Linked DNA regions of Mus musculus: region 2 is linked to region 1. Evidence: chromatin contacts called from public promoter capture Hi-C data. All regions are on one chromosome and are shown on one strand. The core of a region is the stretch at or near the end of the contact, and the rest is flanking DNA. Distances in the headings are between cores, read along the strand shown. Region 1 holds the start of Ifih1 (interferon induced with helicase C domain 1). Region 2 overlaps Gca (grancalcin).

Region 1 (2,948 bases), core at 327-2,826:
GTTTCAGTCTTTACAAACGACCAGCATTGTGTTAAGTTCCCAGGTAAAGTGACCCATACAAATGATACTCCAAAAGGGTCACCTGCTCCTTCAATAGTGTGAAAAACTGAGAGTGGTGGCATTTGTCAGTGGACTATGTCTGAACTTGAACTCTAGACAATAAGAAAACTCTGATCAGAAACAGAGAAACAAGAACTAATTCCTCATCTGACTTATTTATTATTTACTAAGCTCTACAAACTCTAAGACATGGAAGGGGGACATTGGGAACCTGGTAATAAATATTTTAGCCTTATAGGCCATATTACCCACACCCAACCGTGAAAAGGCAACTATAAAAAAGTATATAATAAGCACTAAGGACGAGAGTTCCAATAAAACTTTATCAACACTTACAATTGAAAAATCAGACAGCTAAAGAACATTCTTAGTTTCTGGTTCTTAAAATACGAATAGAAGGCTAGATGCAGCGGGTGGGCCATAGCTTACTGGCTGACATACTGAGGAATAGGTAAAACTAAATCATAAAATTCAGTATCACCTGGAATTGATTAATCATAATGATGGCAAGGCCGCTTCTGTTCTTCCTGGGAGACCAAGAATGAATTGTTTAACTTACCTTGTTTTTCTCATCTGTTAAATGGACTCCCTGTGGGTTATTTTGAACAATTATACAAGATGGGGAGGTTGCGCTGACAGAAGTCAAAAGCCGCCCTCTAGGGAAAAAATGTACAAGCAACCCTGCTTCCTGCTTCCCAAAATCTTCCAGAAACCTGTCTCCGACTACATTGACACCTACCCGATTTCTGTCTTCGACTGTCAATAGTCCCTTCTCGAAGCAAGTGTCCAAGACATCGTTAATCAGAAGTTTGTCCACCAAAGTGGGCTGGAGGAGGGTCAGCAAGTGGAGACACTCGTCATGGGCAGTCTCAGAGGAAGGAGAGGGCAGATCAGTGAGTGTGGGTTTGACATAGCGCGCGGCTAGGGGATTGCCACTGTGCTCTAGGGCCTCCACGAACATCTGCGTCCATCCCAGAGGCCATTGTCCCTGCTCCAAGGTGCTCAGCAGCAGTTCTGCCGCGCTGGTGTTACCACAGGTGTTGATCTTTTTAAGAATCTGCTCTTTGGTTTCTGCAGACAGAAAGATGAGGTGGTCCAGCACTGGCTCCACCTGAATGTACATTTTCAGCCTGGGCCTGAAGAATAAGATGAGATTCCTGAAGCTGTCCTCTGCAGAACAGACAATCGACATCGTGAGGTCTCAGGAAATGGGAGAGGAGTCTCCCGGGCGGGCGGGGCGGGCGGGAGGACGATCCTCAGGTGGCAGTGAATGTGTCCCCGCCTGAACTGCCTGAGAGCCGCAGGTACCAAGTAGCCTCCGAGCACCGGATCGATCGGTGGCACCCGGCAGGGGGCAGACGAGCCAGGACAGCGCTGCAACTGGTGGGCACAGACCCGGGACCGCTCTCGCTCTGCGGCCGCTGGGACGTTCACCCTCAGGGAGCTTTAAGTATTGCCTTCCACCCACAGATCGGTTTCTGTTTCGATTCTCTTCTCCAGACTTTCCTAACGTCAACTTCCGGGCCAGAGAATAAGTTTCGTGAGGGTGGAGGAGGCCTGTGGAAGCGGCGGGTTAGGTGAGGACTTTGGTCAAGAGCACCGTGAGAAAGTGAGAAACAGGAAAGGGAACGCGAATTCTTCCTTGTGTTGAGAAAGCAAGCGGTACTCTGCACTATTTTATTTAAGGATACTTTTGTCTTCACCGCTGGGTGCCGCTTAGAAGACTGTACTCACTTGTCAGTTAATAGGGAGAGGGCGAGGAAGGTCTTGGGGGAAAGGAAGAATTGCCCCTAAGCCTTGATGTGAAAATTGAGTTATTCTCATTTGTGGGGATCAAGGGGTGGGGGTGGGGGTGGGGCAGACAAAGAGAGGTTCCAGACCTCCAGGGGGCGTTTCTGCATCCATCCTACCATAAACTTCCCGCCCAGTGGGGTCCCAAAAACTAATTTGTTCCTCCAAGAACGGGGGCTTAAGTATGAAAAAGTGAACTACTCTCAACAGCTTTATTTTCTCATGCTTTGTTTGGCGGTGTAATATTTATTCAGCTTTGACCGGGGCCTGCCTAATGACAGATGCATGCTGACTTTAGCCACCAACTGAGTTTAGGAGGAAGCCAAGACTGAAGGCTTCCTAACTCCCAGTATGCAAGGTCCCTGTATTCTCTAGTAGACAACTCTCTTACAATAAAACAAAAACAAAACAACAATACAAAACCCTCAACAACTTATTTTTTATATAGCTGCCATTCTTTTCTTGGACTGATTACAACACGTTTTGGCTGAAGCATCTAGTAACTTAATTAGCAACTAATGCACTGCCTTGGAGTAAACATTACCATTTGTCTATGTCATGGGAGGGAGAAAAGAGGCGTTCAGAGTGAGAAATAAAGACAGCAGCTTTGTTTCAGTACAGAAAGAGCATAAAAGAGAGTCTGTAGGTTGCCGTCCCCCAAGCAGGCAACTAGACCACCAGCTATGGAGGAACATTAACACTTTGAAAAGAACTTCCTGGCCCAGAATCCTATGGAGAATAGAAGCTATCAGATAGTCACGTTTAGAAAAATTAATCTTTTAGAGGAGATATTCACTGAAATCTGGGGAGGCCAGGGAGGCCTGGGATTCTTTGAAAACAGTAGGAGAGCTGCAAGATTTTCATGAACCTCGTGACAGCGTTCAAAATAACCAGAGCAGCACTTTATGCCATGCCCTCCTGTTAGTCTCTAGTTACGATTACAAACCTGAGATCCACTCTAAACGATTGTAAGCTGCACTCTGTAAAACGTTTTAGGAGTACCAAGTCATGCTGATTCCTGCCTGGAATGGGCGTTCTGGGCTGAACACAGAGGCAGGACTTTGTCAAACACACAGGTGAAGTCGCCCAAGTGATTG
Region 2 (2,700 bases), core at 53-2,552, 35 kb after region 1:
GTATGGCTACCTTTCTTTGTTAAGTAGCCTTTTGTCTTTCTCAGAAATCACAGTGGCTAGTAGCGGTAAGATACTGCTGAAATGGCTGCTCCATTAAGGGAAGAATTTGATTGTGCATAAGAGAGAAAGTAGTTAGAGTCATATGGAAGAGTCCAGTGTAAAGAAAAAAAGACAGGGGACATTGACAGGGCTATCTGCAAGAGGAGGGGGAATAGGGACATAGCAAGAGAGGGGACAGTACAGAATAGCGGGGGTAGGGTGGGGAAGTAGGGGTGGCAGTGAGGATATCAGGAGGTGGGGGCAGGAGGAAAAGCTTGTTATGTAGAGAACAGATGGATAGTTGGGAGGAGGGAAGGCTGAGGAGGCGAGAAGGGCCAGAATGTTAAGGGGAGGGTCTTAGAGAGATACATTAGTGCCTTATGAATAGGCACGGTAGGCGCATCGAGGCCAGCACAGGCTTTGATAGGCAACCACGGGAATACAGCCATGGAGAACCACCTGCGCTTCTGCCAGAGGCAAAGGAAATGTCTCCCTTTGGCAGATGGGAACCTGTTTCAAAAGTTTCTGAGGTATGCTGGTTCTTATCTAAAGGCCAGAAATCCATCTATAGTCCAGCTTGAGCTAAGCCAAGACTCATTTCTGGACATGTGCATTGCCTTCTAGAGTCTGGGAAATCGGTGTTTGCTAGGGATTGAGTCCCTCTGATTTTCCCCGGTTTCCTGGGATGCTCTCTGTGTTACAGGAGGGTCCCTGTCTTTCACTGCCACTCTGCACTTCTTCCCCACTCCAGAGTTGCATCTCTCCTCTTAGTCTGCCTCTTGTTGTCTAGTATTTATTCCACTGAGGTATCTCATTAAGTGGCTTTTATCAAATTTTGAGACTTTAAGTGTCTGAAGAAGCTTTCATTTTTGTCTCAATCATTGAGTGGCTGCTTGTCAATGGGTAGAGTTCTCTGAGACAGCCCATTTCCACATATACTTCACAAAGAATGTTTTACAGAGCAGTGGGTGGTGTCCAACTAGAAGAAGCAGGAGGAGGCCTGGGGTTTTAATGCTCCTGCCAAAGACTTTCCTGCTGCTGTCTGGTTAACAGTTTCACACATATTTTCAGAAGGACGTCTTCTGGTCTGCAGGTCCATCATCTACGTTTCTGTCTCACCGGCATCAGCTTTGCTTTTCCTCTCTGGACGCTCAGGGATCATTCTGTTTCTCACAGGGCCCTGATGCTCTGGCCTGTCACAGTGTAGTGTCTCGTGGTCTTGCGTGAGGGAACTGAGTGGGTGTGTTCAGTCTGGAATCTCTTGTACTTTTTTGTTCTGGGAAATTTTCTTCAGTGGTGTTTCCTCTTTCTGTAATATGCATTATTTGGACCAAGTCATCTCTTCTCCTTTTTGTGGAATGTCCTCAACTTTCTTTTATAAACCTTCTGTATCTTTTCATCTTGGGTGGTAGTTTTGTACGCTCTAAGAGCTTCTGCCCTTTTTCACAAATGCTACACTTTCTATTTCTATTAATAGTTCGCTGAAACTATTAATATGCTTATTACATGGCCTTTTCTTCCTTAAAATTACTTTTCTTTTCTACCTTCTTTGGTTATTTTCCCTGTCAGTTCTTGAGTGTCTAACACTTTGTTGCTCAAGTCTCAGAAAAATGCTGAGTAAAAGCCCTGATCTGGTAGACTGTGCTCTTCCGTGTAAGGTGAAGCTGGGCAGTTTCGCTCTGGGATTCGGGGCTCACTGTCATGAGAGATTTCCTTTGTTTCCTCTGGGCTGCCTTTTCTCCTGTTCTCCTTAAGAGAAAAGGCAGACTTTCACAGTTCTTAACTCTGTGTAAATTTTTAGGTAATTGGCTTGTTTTCTGCAGCTCATTATTCCCATTGTGCCTCCTGTCCCACAGTCCAGAAACATCCCCAGAAAGTGAAGTCCTGCTGGGTGAGCGTGTAGGTGTGCCAGCCGTCCAACGGCGTAAGGCAGGGAGGGGATTGGGGCTTTGCATGCTCTTAAAATAGCCCTTCCCTCAGTTCTGTTTTTAGCCCCACCTTCACACACATGTTCAGAAGCTGCCAATTCCTCAACAGTTGGCACCTTTCCCAAGGTAACTCGGTTGTTTCTCAGCATTTCTCGTTATGCATAAACATTAAGTAGCCACATCTCTCGACTTTCGAACTTGCAAAATAATTTTCTGTTATTTCCTTTTCCTTTAAGGGTTGAAGTCCACCCTGACCCCCAATCAACCCAAGGATAAAGTAAAATCTGTCATTTTGGGCATGAAAAGTCTGTCTTTCTACTGTATAAAAATATTTCATCTTTAAATTTCTATCCTGAGATTGAATATATGCTTACTTGTTTATGTAATTTTTTGAAAAAGTTATTTATTTATTTATTTATTTATTTATTTATTTATTTATTTATATGAGTACACTGTAGCTGTCTTAAGACATACCAAAGAAGGCATCAGAGCTCATTACAGAGAGTTGTGAGCCACTATGTAGTTGCTGGAAATTGACCTCAGGACCTCTGGCACATCAGTCAGTGCTCTTAACTACTGAGCCAACTCTCTAGCCCTGTTTATGTTATTTTTAATTTCTGTTTTTTAAATTAGATATTTTCTTTATATACATTTAAAATGCTATCCCGAAAGTTCCCTATACTCTCCCCCCGCCCTGCTCCCCTACCCACCCACTCTTGCTTCTTGGCCCTGG

The links. Promoter capture Hi-C pulls out the DNA fragments that hold promoters and counts their contacts.
Region 2: a promoter capture Hi-C map of macrophages shows a contact between it and region 1, with 7 read pairs. The contact joins the enhancer-like site here to the promoter of Ifih1 in region 1. A contact is called at or near these places in 1 of 39 promoter capture datasets (macrophages), 1 of 484 Hi-C or Micro-C datasets (nephron progenitors), 5 of 115 datasets of contacts at active chromatin or transcription factors (CD8 T cells, the SCID.adh cell line, bone marrow-derived dendritic cells and 2 more) and 3 of 9 other capture datasets (adipose tissue, bone marrow-derived macrophages and pancreatic islet).

Annotation. Positions count from the first base shown.
Region 1 is chr2:62,644,679-62,647,626 of GRCm38.p6, forward strand. It overlaps Ifih1 (interferon induced with helicase C domain 1), which reads right to left and starts at 1,577. Exons shown (of 16, transcript NM_027835.3): 1 at 800-1,577. The coding sequence starts at 1,252.
Region 2 is chr2:62,679,864-62,682,563 of GRCm38.p6, forward strand. All of the region lies in intron 3 of Gca (grancalcin), which reads left to right. Among named protein-coding and RNA genes, the nearest start is that of Gca, 17 kb to the left of the region's middle. Within about 2 kb of position 1,303, at least 21 of the 459 cell types and tissues checked have an H3K27ac peak or open chromatin away from gene starts, as enhancers often do. A contact at or near this core is called in bone marrow-derived dendritic cells and macrophages, where this site is marked.